2 separate regions of the Sus scrofa genome follow, and region 1 is linked to region 2. The links are chromatin contacts, called in public HiChIP or PLAC-seq maps. All regions are on one chromosome and are shown on one strand. Each heading gives the region's core, a stretch centred on a gene start, on an enhancer-like site or on the middle of the called end of the contact. The rest is flanking DNA. Distances are from core to core; before and after follow the strand shown.

What was found. HiChIP or PLAC-seq counts read pairs in DNA pulled down with a chosen protein or histone mark.
Region 1: an H3K27ac HiChIP or PLAC-seq map of alveolar macrophages shows a contact between it and region 2. The contact joins the promoter of CLK1 here to the promoter of LOC100522040 in region 2. A contact is called at or near these places in 2 of 2 datasets of contacts at active chromatin or transcription factors (alveolar macrophages and skeletal muscle).

Annotation. Positions count from the first base shown.
Region 1 is chr15:104,560,442-104,565,827 of Sscrofa11.1, forward strand. CLK1 (CDC like kinase 1) reads right to left here and starts at 1,701. Exons shown (of 13, transcript NM_001123099.1): 1 at 1,607-1,701; 2 at 87-250. The coding sequence starts at 250.
Region 2 is chr15:103,540,519-103,545,561 of Sscrofa11.1, forward strand. It overlaps LOC100522040 (formiminotransferase N-terminal subdomain-containing protein-like), which reads right to left and starts at 2,639. Exons shown (of 7, transcript XM_021075940.1): 1 at 2,425-2,639; 2 at 407-475. The coding sequence starts at 2,502.

The sequences.
Region 1 (5,386 bases), core at 451-2,950, 1.0 Mb after region 2:
CCTCAGTTTACTGAGATAAAACTGACACATTGTAATAAAAATGTATTTTTAGATCGCTACTGAGACACTTTAAAAACTCTCCTTACCTATCAGATGTTTTAGAGTGATTATATCTGCAGCGCTTGTTCTCCCGGGCACTGCTATGTGATCTCTTTCTTCTTTTATGACTACTGCTGCTGCTCTTCCATCTTTCATAATCCCAATCTTTTTCATCCCAATCAGGACAATAAGCTCTCTTTGCGTGTCTCATCTATATAAAAGATAAATCTTTCCCAGTTAAGCTGTATCCCACATATCATCACTGTTTGATAAACCGAAAAAAAAATTTTTATCTCTAAATCTGGAGTCTGAATTCTACTCATAGATTCCTGCATTATACATGCCAAGATCAGATTTACTGAAAGAGGGCTGAAAAAGAAAAAAGAAAAGGGAATTCCAATTGATCAACTTTGGGAAAAATCCTTTCCTGCCAGAAGCACGCATTTACTTTATATATAACTCGCCCATTCAGATGTGCATCACTTTTTTTTATTATTTCCCCAATACAATTTTTTTTCTACTGTACAGCATGGTGACCCAGTTACACATACACGTATACATTCTTTTTCCTCACATTATCATGCTCCATCATAAGTGACTAGACATAGTTCCCAGTGCTACACAGCAGAATTTCGTTGCTAATCCCTTCCAAAAGGAGAGAAACACCTAGCTTAGCCTACGAGCAACTTACACAACCATCGGTGTAAACCATTTTCCCTAAAGAAATGTCAGAACCAAAAATCCCTAACAACTTGAAAAAGACATTAGAGATAAACTTTTCATCAACTACCGTTCACAGCAGTACTAACCGCCCGGGCACCACCTCGTCTCTAAACACAACTTAAGGGGATCCAATTGTTCCCAAGGGGGTGGGCTGGGGGAGAAACTCCCAAGCCTGTGCCCGACCGCCTGGCTTCTCTCACAAGCTCCTCCAAATATGCCACATCATTTCTCTTCCGTCGAGTTCCTAAACCTGCTTTCTGTTTACGCCACTGACGGCAAAGACACTCGCCATTTCCCCTCGAATTACTTTAAGACTCGAGCGGACAGTGAGACCGTCTTACACCCGGTCCCTGTGTTCCTTCTTTCCCTCTGTTACGAACGAAGGTCCTCAGAGGAGCGCGTCTCACGCACATTCCAGAACGCCGTTCTGGCGGCCACCCTCCGCCCGCAGCTTCGCCGCCTCCGCCCCGCCGCCATCTTAGAGCTCGGCCGACGCCTGCGCCACCGACATGGCGCTCGGAGCGCCGGGGATCGGGATCCCTGCTCCCTCTAGGGAAGGCACACGTTCGAGCTCTCTCCGCCTAACAAACACTGTCACTACCCTCCGCCAGGGTCTGGAGCGTCACGGTTCAAATAGAAATCCGCAGCGGCGGACTCGGAAAAGCATAGAAGACGAGCTGTCCACCTTTGTGCAGCCGAAGCGCGGTGGGGGGCGGTGCGAGGGGAAAAGGGGTCACCCTGCAGGACTGCAGACGGCCAACAAGCTTGAAGGGGAACGTCACAGACGCTCTCGGGAAACAGAAAAGGGGCCCTGACACCCAGCCCGCTTCCTTCTGCATCTTACCGTCCAGGCCAAAAAGTCCAAGCCTCAGGAGACAATGCTTGCAACGCGACAACGGAAAACACCCAGCTGGCTGCGACAAGGTCCAACAACAAAATGGAGCCGATTGCCGAAGCGTCTGGGCTCTCCGGGAAAACAAGATGACGCTGCAAACGTCACTCCGCCTCCGGGTGGGGCGGGGCTTGCACAAAGGGTGGGGCTGAGCTGGCGCCCAGGGAGGGGGGCGGGGGACGTGTGCGCAGGCGCCGGGTTCGAAGCTCCGCAACCAGGTTGAGCAGAGGGAGCTGTGACCGCGGCCATGTTGTCTCTGTTCTGTGTTTGGGCTGAGGAGACGTTTTAAGCGTTGGGGAGGAGCGCCTCGTCCATGCTCAACTAAAAATTGTATTTGTGAACGCTAGAAATGAGAAGCTGAAGGAAGCAGAGTGCGAAATAGCGTTACAACGTCTAAAATAATGCTTTAAAAAATTTACACCACCTTCATCAGATAGTTCCAAATTAGGACGTGCCTGGATTTGGACTTTTGCTAAGGTTCTGAAACCAATTTAAAATTTTAGTGGCTGGGACTCACGGACAGAAATTGGATTGGAAGGATTTTCCCGAGATTTTCAAAGGCGAAGAAATGTGAGAGGGACTCCTCACAATATAGCAACACTTCCGCATGGAGCAAGGCCTCTGCGTGTAAAGGCCAAGTAAACTAAAGAGTTGGGGTGGGGGGACTGAAAGATCATTAAGAGAAGACAAATTTGGACTTCTCTTGGAGTTCCCTGGTGGCTCAGCAGCTTAAGGATCTGATGTCACTGCTGTGACATACTCTTTTCTCGCCATTGAAAGGCTTATACTCCTTCCATTTCTTTATCATATATACCTGAGGCACATCTTTGATAGTGGGTTAAAAAAAAAAAATGGCCGGAAAATGGGAACTAGAATCAAATGAGGAGTTCCCTTGTGGTGTAGTGGGTTTAGGATCCAGGCTGACACTGCAGCAGCTTGGCCATGAAACTTCTACATGTCTTCCAAAAGAGGACAGAATTATCTGGAAACAACCTCTGAATAACAAAAATAAAGCTGCAACTTGATAGAACAAAGTAATTGCCGACCCTGGCCATAAACATTAAAAAAAAAAAAAAAAAAGGAAGCTCTGAGGAACTGCTCTGAAGAGGTAGGGAAGAGGTCAGTATTATGATTTTTTTTTTTTTTTTGTCTTTTGTCTTTTTTGTTGTTGTTGTTGTTGCTATTTCTTGGGCCGCTCCCGCGGCATATGGAGGTTCCCAGGCTAGGGGTCGAATCGGAGCTGTAGCCACCGGCCTACGCCAGAGCCACAGCAACGCGGGATCCGAGCCGCGTCTGCAACCTACACCACAGCTCACGGCAACGCTGGACCGTTAACCCACTGAGCAAGGGCAGGGACCGAACCGCAACCTCATGGTTCCTAGTCGGATTTGTTAACCACTGCGCCACGACGGAAACTCCAGTATTATGATTTTAAAGAAGGTGGGTACTTGGAATCAACCACACATCTTGGCAGAGGGTTGCTGCTAGTCACAAGGAGCAGGTATCTCTGTTACTGATTTTAGTGCTCTTCTAGATATGAAAAGATGTAAGAAATTGGGCCTATAAAATCTCCTGGAAATATCTTATCTGAAGGCCTGTTCTACCATGTTTTCCTGGAGCACAGAGGCCTCATTCCTGAACTCCTTTCAGGGTGTGTTGAAGATCATCGACTGCAGTTGGCTAGTCACTTCACTCTTAGAGAACTAGGTGGCAGGGACAATTTTTATTTGGCAGTAGATAGGGTCTTTACAGAGGTAATTATGATTAAATGAGGTCATTAGGGAGGGGTCTAATCTAATTTAGCTTTTTTAAAAAAAATAAAAAGAGATTAGGACACAAAGCTGAGGAAAGAGCTTGTGAAGATGGGAGATGGTCACCTACAAGCCAAGGAAAAAGGCCTCAAAATAAACAGTGCTACCCACACCTGGATTTCCCAACTTCCACTCTCTGGTAATTTGTTGTGGCTGCTCTAACTTAGTGCATAACATTAAAACATGTTAGTTTATTGGTACTGAACTTGTAACTTTATTGTTGAATTAGTGAAGTTGAAATTTTCTTTTTCTGGAGTTCTCGTCGTGGCACAGCGGAAATGAATCCAACTAGGAACCATGAGTTTTCAGGTTCGATCCCTGGCCTTGCTCAGTGGGTTAAGGATCCGGCATTGCCATGAGCTGTGGTGTAGGTCGTAGATGAGGCTCGGATCTGGCCTCGATGTGGCTCTGGCATAGGCCAGCAGCTACAGCTCCGATTAGACCCCCTAGCCCGGGAACCTCTGTATTTCATAGGTGCCCCTCTAAAAAAAAAAAAAAAAAATTTTCTCTTGTTACTTACCCATTCATACCTTATTGCTTTTTTGAATGTGCAGTTCTTTTTTGTCCTTTAAATTTTTTTTTTAACTTACTTTTTTTTTTTTTGGTGTTTTTGCTATTTCTTGGGCCGCTCCCTCGGCATATGGAGTTCCCAGGCTAGGGGTCGAATCGGAGCTGTAGTCACCAGCCTGTGCCAGAGCCACAACAACGCGGGATCCGAGCCGCGTCTGCAACCTACACCACAGTTCACGGCAACGCCGGATCGTTAACCCACTGAGCAAGGGCAGGGATCGAACGGGCAACCTCATGGTTCCCAGTCGGATTCGTCAACCACTGCGCCACGACAGGAACTCCTGTCCTTTAAATTTTTAAATTGCAGAAAAGTTTTTTATTTTCATGCAGTTAAACCTATTCCATCTTTATATTGGTTAGGCTTGTAAACTGAGACATTACTTTCCTCTTCAGAGGAAGTCTCTGAGGTGTTTTAAGTTTTTCTTGTGTTTTCTATAAAAAGGCAACTCTACAGCATGGGTTTGATCATCCCCAGCTCAGCACAGTGGGTTAGGGATCTGGCATTGCTGCAGCTGTGGCACAGGTCACAGCTGTGGCTCAGATTTGATCCTTGGCCAGGTAGTGTCCATAAGAGTTGCAAAAAAGGCAACTCTTATCCATCTGGAATTTTGGTATATCATGTGAGGTGAAAGCCTTTTGTTTTTTTTTTTCTCCATGTCAATTATGGATTATCCTAACACAATTTTTCTCTTTTAAAAATGATTTTGGATCTTTTTTAAGTTTTATGGCTGCACCAGAGCCATATGGAAGTTTCCAGGCCAAGGAAACTCCAGCCAAGCTGCAGCAATGCCTGGATCCTTTAACCCATGGTGTGGGACTGGGAATCAAACCCAAGCCTCTGCAGCGACCCAAGCCACTGCAGTCAGATTCTTAACCCACTGTGCCACAGGAACTCCTTGGATACTGTTTTAATTAAACTACTATCTATACTATTTACACTCTTGTTCTAGTCTTATCCCCTACCCATCACAGTTTTAATATTTGCAGCTTTATAAAGATAGGGATTAGGGGAGTTCCCCTTGTGGCTCAGTGGTTAATGAACCCAGCTAGTATCCATGAAGAGTCAGTTCGATCCCTGGCCTCGCTCAGTGGGTTGAGGATCCAGTGTTGCTGTGAGCTGTGGTGGTGTAGGTTGCAGACGTGGCTTGGATCCTGCGTGGCTGTGGCTGTGGTGTAGGCCAGCAGGTACAGCTCTGACTCAACCCCTAGCCTGGGAACCTCCATATGCCGTGGCGCGGCTTTAAAAAGACAAAAAAAAAAAAAAAAGGATTAATTCCTTTTTCATTGTATTTATTAAAATTTCCATTATCATGTATACTAGATTTGCTTTAGAACTATTGTATGGAGTTCC
Region 2 (5,043 bases), core at 1,389-3,888:
TATATATTATATTGAGTGGTATAACAAAAGTTCCAAGAGCCCTCAAGATCTCTTGAGAACTGTCAAGAGTCCAAAGATGAGCTACGCTTTTGCATTACAAACAAAATAAAATCCTTGTGGAGATCTCTATCTGTTATAAGGAGGGCTAAACCCAAACACCTGGCTATAGCAACTTGGTATATGTAAGACTTCTAGCAAGGAAGGAAAGTCCATTCTTACAGAGAATAAAGAAAGACAGTGCTGGGCTGTCTGTGCCCATGGTTGTTAGAAAAGTACTGCTTACAAAATTGGTCTTCCTGGAAAAAGGAAGAGGGGATGGAGAGAAAACACCATATTACAGTAATATCAATGGTACCTATGAGAAGGAATTACAGTGTTAATGACTTACCATAAATGACATACATACCTCAGCTGAGTAATTGAGAGCTATTACTATCTCCGGAAGTTGCTCCTGTATGGTTATGTAAATCCTTGTCTGTGGGGATAAAACAAAACAAACAAAAAAACCTTGTGCTTACTTCAGTCTGTTACTTTACTGTGCCCTTTATATCATATATTTGTATTTCTCAAAGATTTCAATTATCTTAGAGCTACTGAAATAACCTTGTAGTATATTTAATAGTTATTATACTTAATTTTCTTTCTTTCTTTTTTTTTTTTTTTTTTGTCTTTTTGCCTTTTCTAGGGCCGCTTTCGTGGCACATGGACGTTCCCAGGCAAGGGGTCTAATCGGAGCTGAGCCACCCGGCCTACGCCACAGCCACAGCAACGCGGGATCTGAGCCGCGTCTGTGACCCACACCACAGCTCACCGCAACACCGGATCATTAACCCACTGAACAAGGCCAGGGATCGAACCTGAAACCTCATGGTTCCTACTCAGATTCGTTAACCACTGCGCCACGATGGGAATTCCTAATTTTCTTTCTAAAACACAAGAATTTCCCACCCCCTTCAATAATGACAGATTCAATTAAAAGGTCAACCTAAAAACAAGACCACAAAAATCAAACCCCATGAAAACGTTTGGTTTATGGATTACATTTTAGTAATCCTCTACCTAACAAGAGATGGTAACAACATGCATGTGATTCACAAAATAAAATGAAGGTTGATTGCTGAAATATGGTTATATATTCATTATTATATAATTAGCCTCTGCTTCTTTTTAACCAGTTACTTTTAGGAAGCAGCAGATATACTTGGTAAAATTAAATTTGATTGGTTACTATTATGATGTCAGATGAAACTCAATAATTAGACCAGAGTAGGCTATCATATTATACCTCTCTGAAGTCACTAAGTATATATAAGTATATGTAAGAAAACTACATTTTATCATTTACTCATTTGTATTCATACTTCAAGGCTACTTATTGATATTTGATATGTGGAGTAAAGAAAAGAGCGTGTGTACTTAAGTACACACATATATAGACCCAGAAGAGTTAATATATGAAGTGCCTAGTTCAACTTCTGGCCTACAATATGCCTCAATAAATGTTGGCTGTAATATTTTAAATTCTCACTATTATTTCTCCCACACATTACCTTACAGTGCCCTGCCTCACAAGGACTTTAGAACACTGGGCTCCCCCCTTCCTCGTCTTTTGCATACTTTTAGTTAAATCTTATTCATACTCAACTGGGTACAGATAATTGTTGGACACCTATGACTTTCCTAGTGTTCAAGCTGGTTTTTGAAAACCCTAAAATAGCAAGTCCCGTTGGCTGTAAACACCAACGACATCAAAATGACATCAAATGTGTAACAACTAAAGCTTGTTCCCATTTCCCCCATCCCACTCCTTGTGTCCTGCTCCCTGCTACCAGAGACGCATTAGACTTCATAACTAAATCAAGTCTCAGGAACCTAGAAATCTTTGTGTGTCCGCAGGGAAACGCGAGGGTGTGAGAAGAGGGAGATTTTCTTCATGCAGAACACGTAAAAGACCTCCCACAGAAGTTCTGTCCCACAGGACAGAGTTACTCTATTATCTCTGGGGCTGTGTCTCTTTTAAGGCCCGAAGGACTAGAAAAACCTCACCTGAAAGTTGAGTCTACAGAAAGAGGGGCATGGTATACTCAAAACTCTCTACCCCACTACTGGACAGCGACCTTCGGCAGCCTCTGCTATAGGAATGTCACAACGGCTGCCCTTCCCGCTGGGAGTCCTCGGCTCACTCCCTCTTCCTTTGCGTTTCCTCAGGTTCCTTCCGAGACTTCCGTTCGAACTTCCCGCTGGTGCAGAACCCACCAATCATAAACGTCCTTCCCGGGCCACGCCCCCTCGTCGCCTCCTCCCGGGAACCCGAGTCGAATTTCGCGCACACCCCTCCTTCCGTGACGCACGCTGCGCGCGGACGTCGGCCTCTGACGCCACTTTGCCCCCACTGCAGGTCCCGCCCGGGCCGTTCCTGCTGACCGTTGGGTGCCGCCGGGCCGAAGTTCCTCCCTCGAGACTTTCCCCACCACACGAACCGCTCTGGCGGCGGCGACCCATGTGGGGGTTCAGGCTCCTGCGGTCGCCGCCGCTGCTGCTTCTTCTGCCGCAACTCGGAATCGGAATCGCCGCGACCTGCTCTCAGGCCAGAACCATGAACCTTGGCGGCAGCAGCAGCAGCGGCGGCGCGCTCTGCTCCTCGGCCGAGGGGCTCCGACCGCAGTGCCTGCGGCTGTCCACGGTGCCGGGTGCAGATCCGCAGCGCTGCAACGAGTTGCTCCTGCTGGCGGCGGGGGCGGTGGCCGCGGGGGAGGGACAGGAACCGCGGAACCTCCCTGGGGACCCGACGAAGGTGGAGCCGCAAACGCCGCCCCAGCATCACGTTCTCTATTTCCCCGGGGATGTGCAGGTAACCTGCGGCCTTCCTGGGCACCTGTTCCTTTCCCTTGTGGCTATGAGAATTCTCTAGATTCTTCCGTCATAGCTGCTGCCTGATTCCGTGCCTCGCCTGAACACACCCACACGTGTGCTAACCCGGGTGGCTCCACGAAATCCCAAATCGCCCCTTCCACGCCCCTAATCCCCTCCTCATAGAGCCCCAGAGGAAGGCTGTGTTTGGAGGGCTACAACCTGGAAAGAGCGAGCTGGCAGTCCAGGAAGTGGAATTTAAGACATAGAAATGAGACAGATAATGTATATTTATTCTACAACTTGGTTTCTCAGAGGGGTGTGTGTGTGTGTGGGTGTTGGGCAGGAGACGGAGAGATGGCTTTTAAATTAGTATGTAGTGTTCAAAAAACGCTGGCAGTTATTAAAAAAGCAAACAAGTAAACAAAAAAGGCTTTACTAGGTGTGACATTCTCAGTAACCCTAAGAAAGGGACAGTAATTGCTAAGCATGTCAATACTTTGATGCTCACTTAAATTCTGTACTTTTGTTTTTGTGAATGAGTGTGTGTGTGTGTGTGTATGTGTGTGTGTTTAGGGCCACACCCACGGCATATGTAAGTTCAAATCTGAGCTGTAGCTGCTGGCCTTACACCACAGCCATAGCAACGCTGGATCCTTACTTAAGCCACTGAACGAGGGCAGGGATGGAACCCATGTCCTCATGGATACTAGTCGGATTTGTTTCCGCTAAACCACCACGGGAAGTCCTAGTGTGTGATATTATCTTTATTATTAATTTTGTGGCTGCAGGATATGTTGTCTTGGAAAGCTGGATCTTAATCTAAAACTGCTGTTGTCATTAGTACAGTAGCCATTAGTTATATATGACTTTAAATTAATTAAAATTAAATAGAATTAAAAATCCAGTTTCTTAGTCGCACTAACTTCAGGTGCTCAGTAGCACCAAAGGTTTCTAAGTGCTGTAATGGACAGTGCAAATACAGAGCATTTCTATGGACTATTTCCATCAACTGCAGAAAGTTCTCTTGGGTAGTGCTAGTGTTATCAGGTAAAGCTAGAATATGGCTAAATGTGTTTGTTGAACTGTGAAACAATTAGTTTATTAAACAGTTTATTGCTTTTGAAATTAATGCTTTAAAACAATGTGCCTGCCAACTTTGTGCCCTGAGTCAAGTGATGACGAAGGTATATATAGTTTCTTCTCTTGCCCTCCAAATAATTAACTGGTCTAGATGACTGCTCATCATGAAAAAATTAGTGCTTAGATTTAGGAGAAGACAATTTACTCGGTTGAGGCCTTTTTGCTCAGTTTGGGGAAAGCAACATGGCACTACTGACAGTGACTTCCAGAGTTTTGTGGACCAGCTACTGTGTGCATCTATAATAATAATGATGATGATAGTAATGATAACTAACCTTCATTGAACACTTACTAAATGTTTTTAAAATGTGCCAATCAGAATATAGCACAAGACTTCAGATGAAGTCTTAAAAAAGCTAAATATAGTTAGACTAATACCTCCTTATGTTTTGACAGCGTCCATTTCTTTTATGTAGCCCGAGATTCCATTAGCCTTTTGGACAGCAATATACTGTTGATTTGTGCAGAGTATGAAGTGCTGTAAAAACCCAGGTCTTTTCAGAAGAAATAGAGAATAATGCATAAAAGGCTCTGAGGCCAGATTGCCTAGGTTTAAACCCTGATTCTGCACTTTTTAGCTATGAAATATCTGGCCAATTGTTCAATCTCTCTGTATTGCAGCCAGCTCAACTACAAAATGGGAATAATGACGTATAGAAGATATTTGAGGATTAAATAAATGTGTGAATACCCAATGAGTTACACTGCCTTATCTTTCTGATGACCTTTGTAATTACTGGGGAGTACTGTAGCGCTCAGTTCTTGGACTTTTCCTGACTACTCTTACTCCCTTTGTGATCTCTTTCAGTCTTGTATCTTTACATACTACCAGTACCCTGACAACCTTCAACATTTGTGTTCTAGCCTAGACATTTTCCTGGAACTTTAGACTTGCCAATAGTATGCACATACTTCCTTTTGGACATTTAATAAAATCTCTGGATCTTTACCCCTAAATTTGCTCATCCTATAATCTTCATCTTGTTTCTCAGTTTTTGGAAACTCCTATTTAATAGTTTGAGTACAGATCTTGAAGTCAATCCTTTTGTT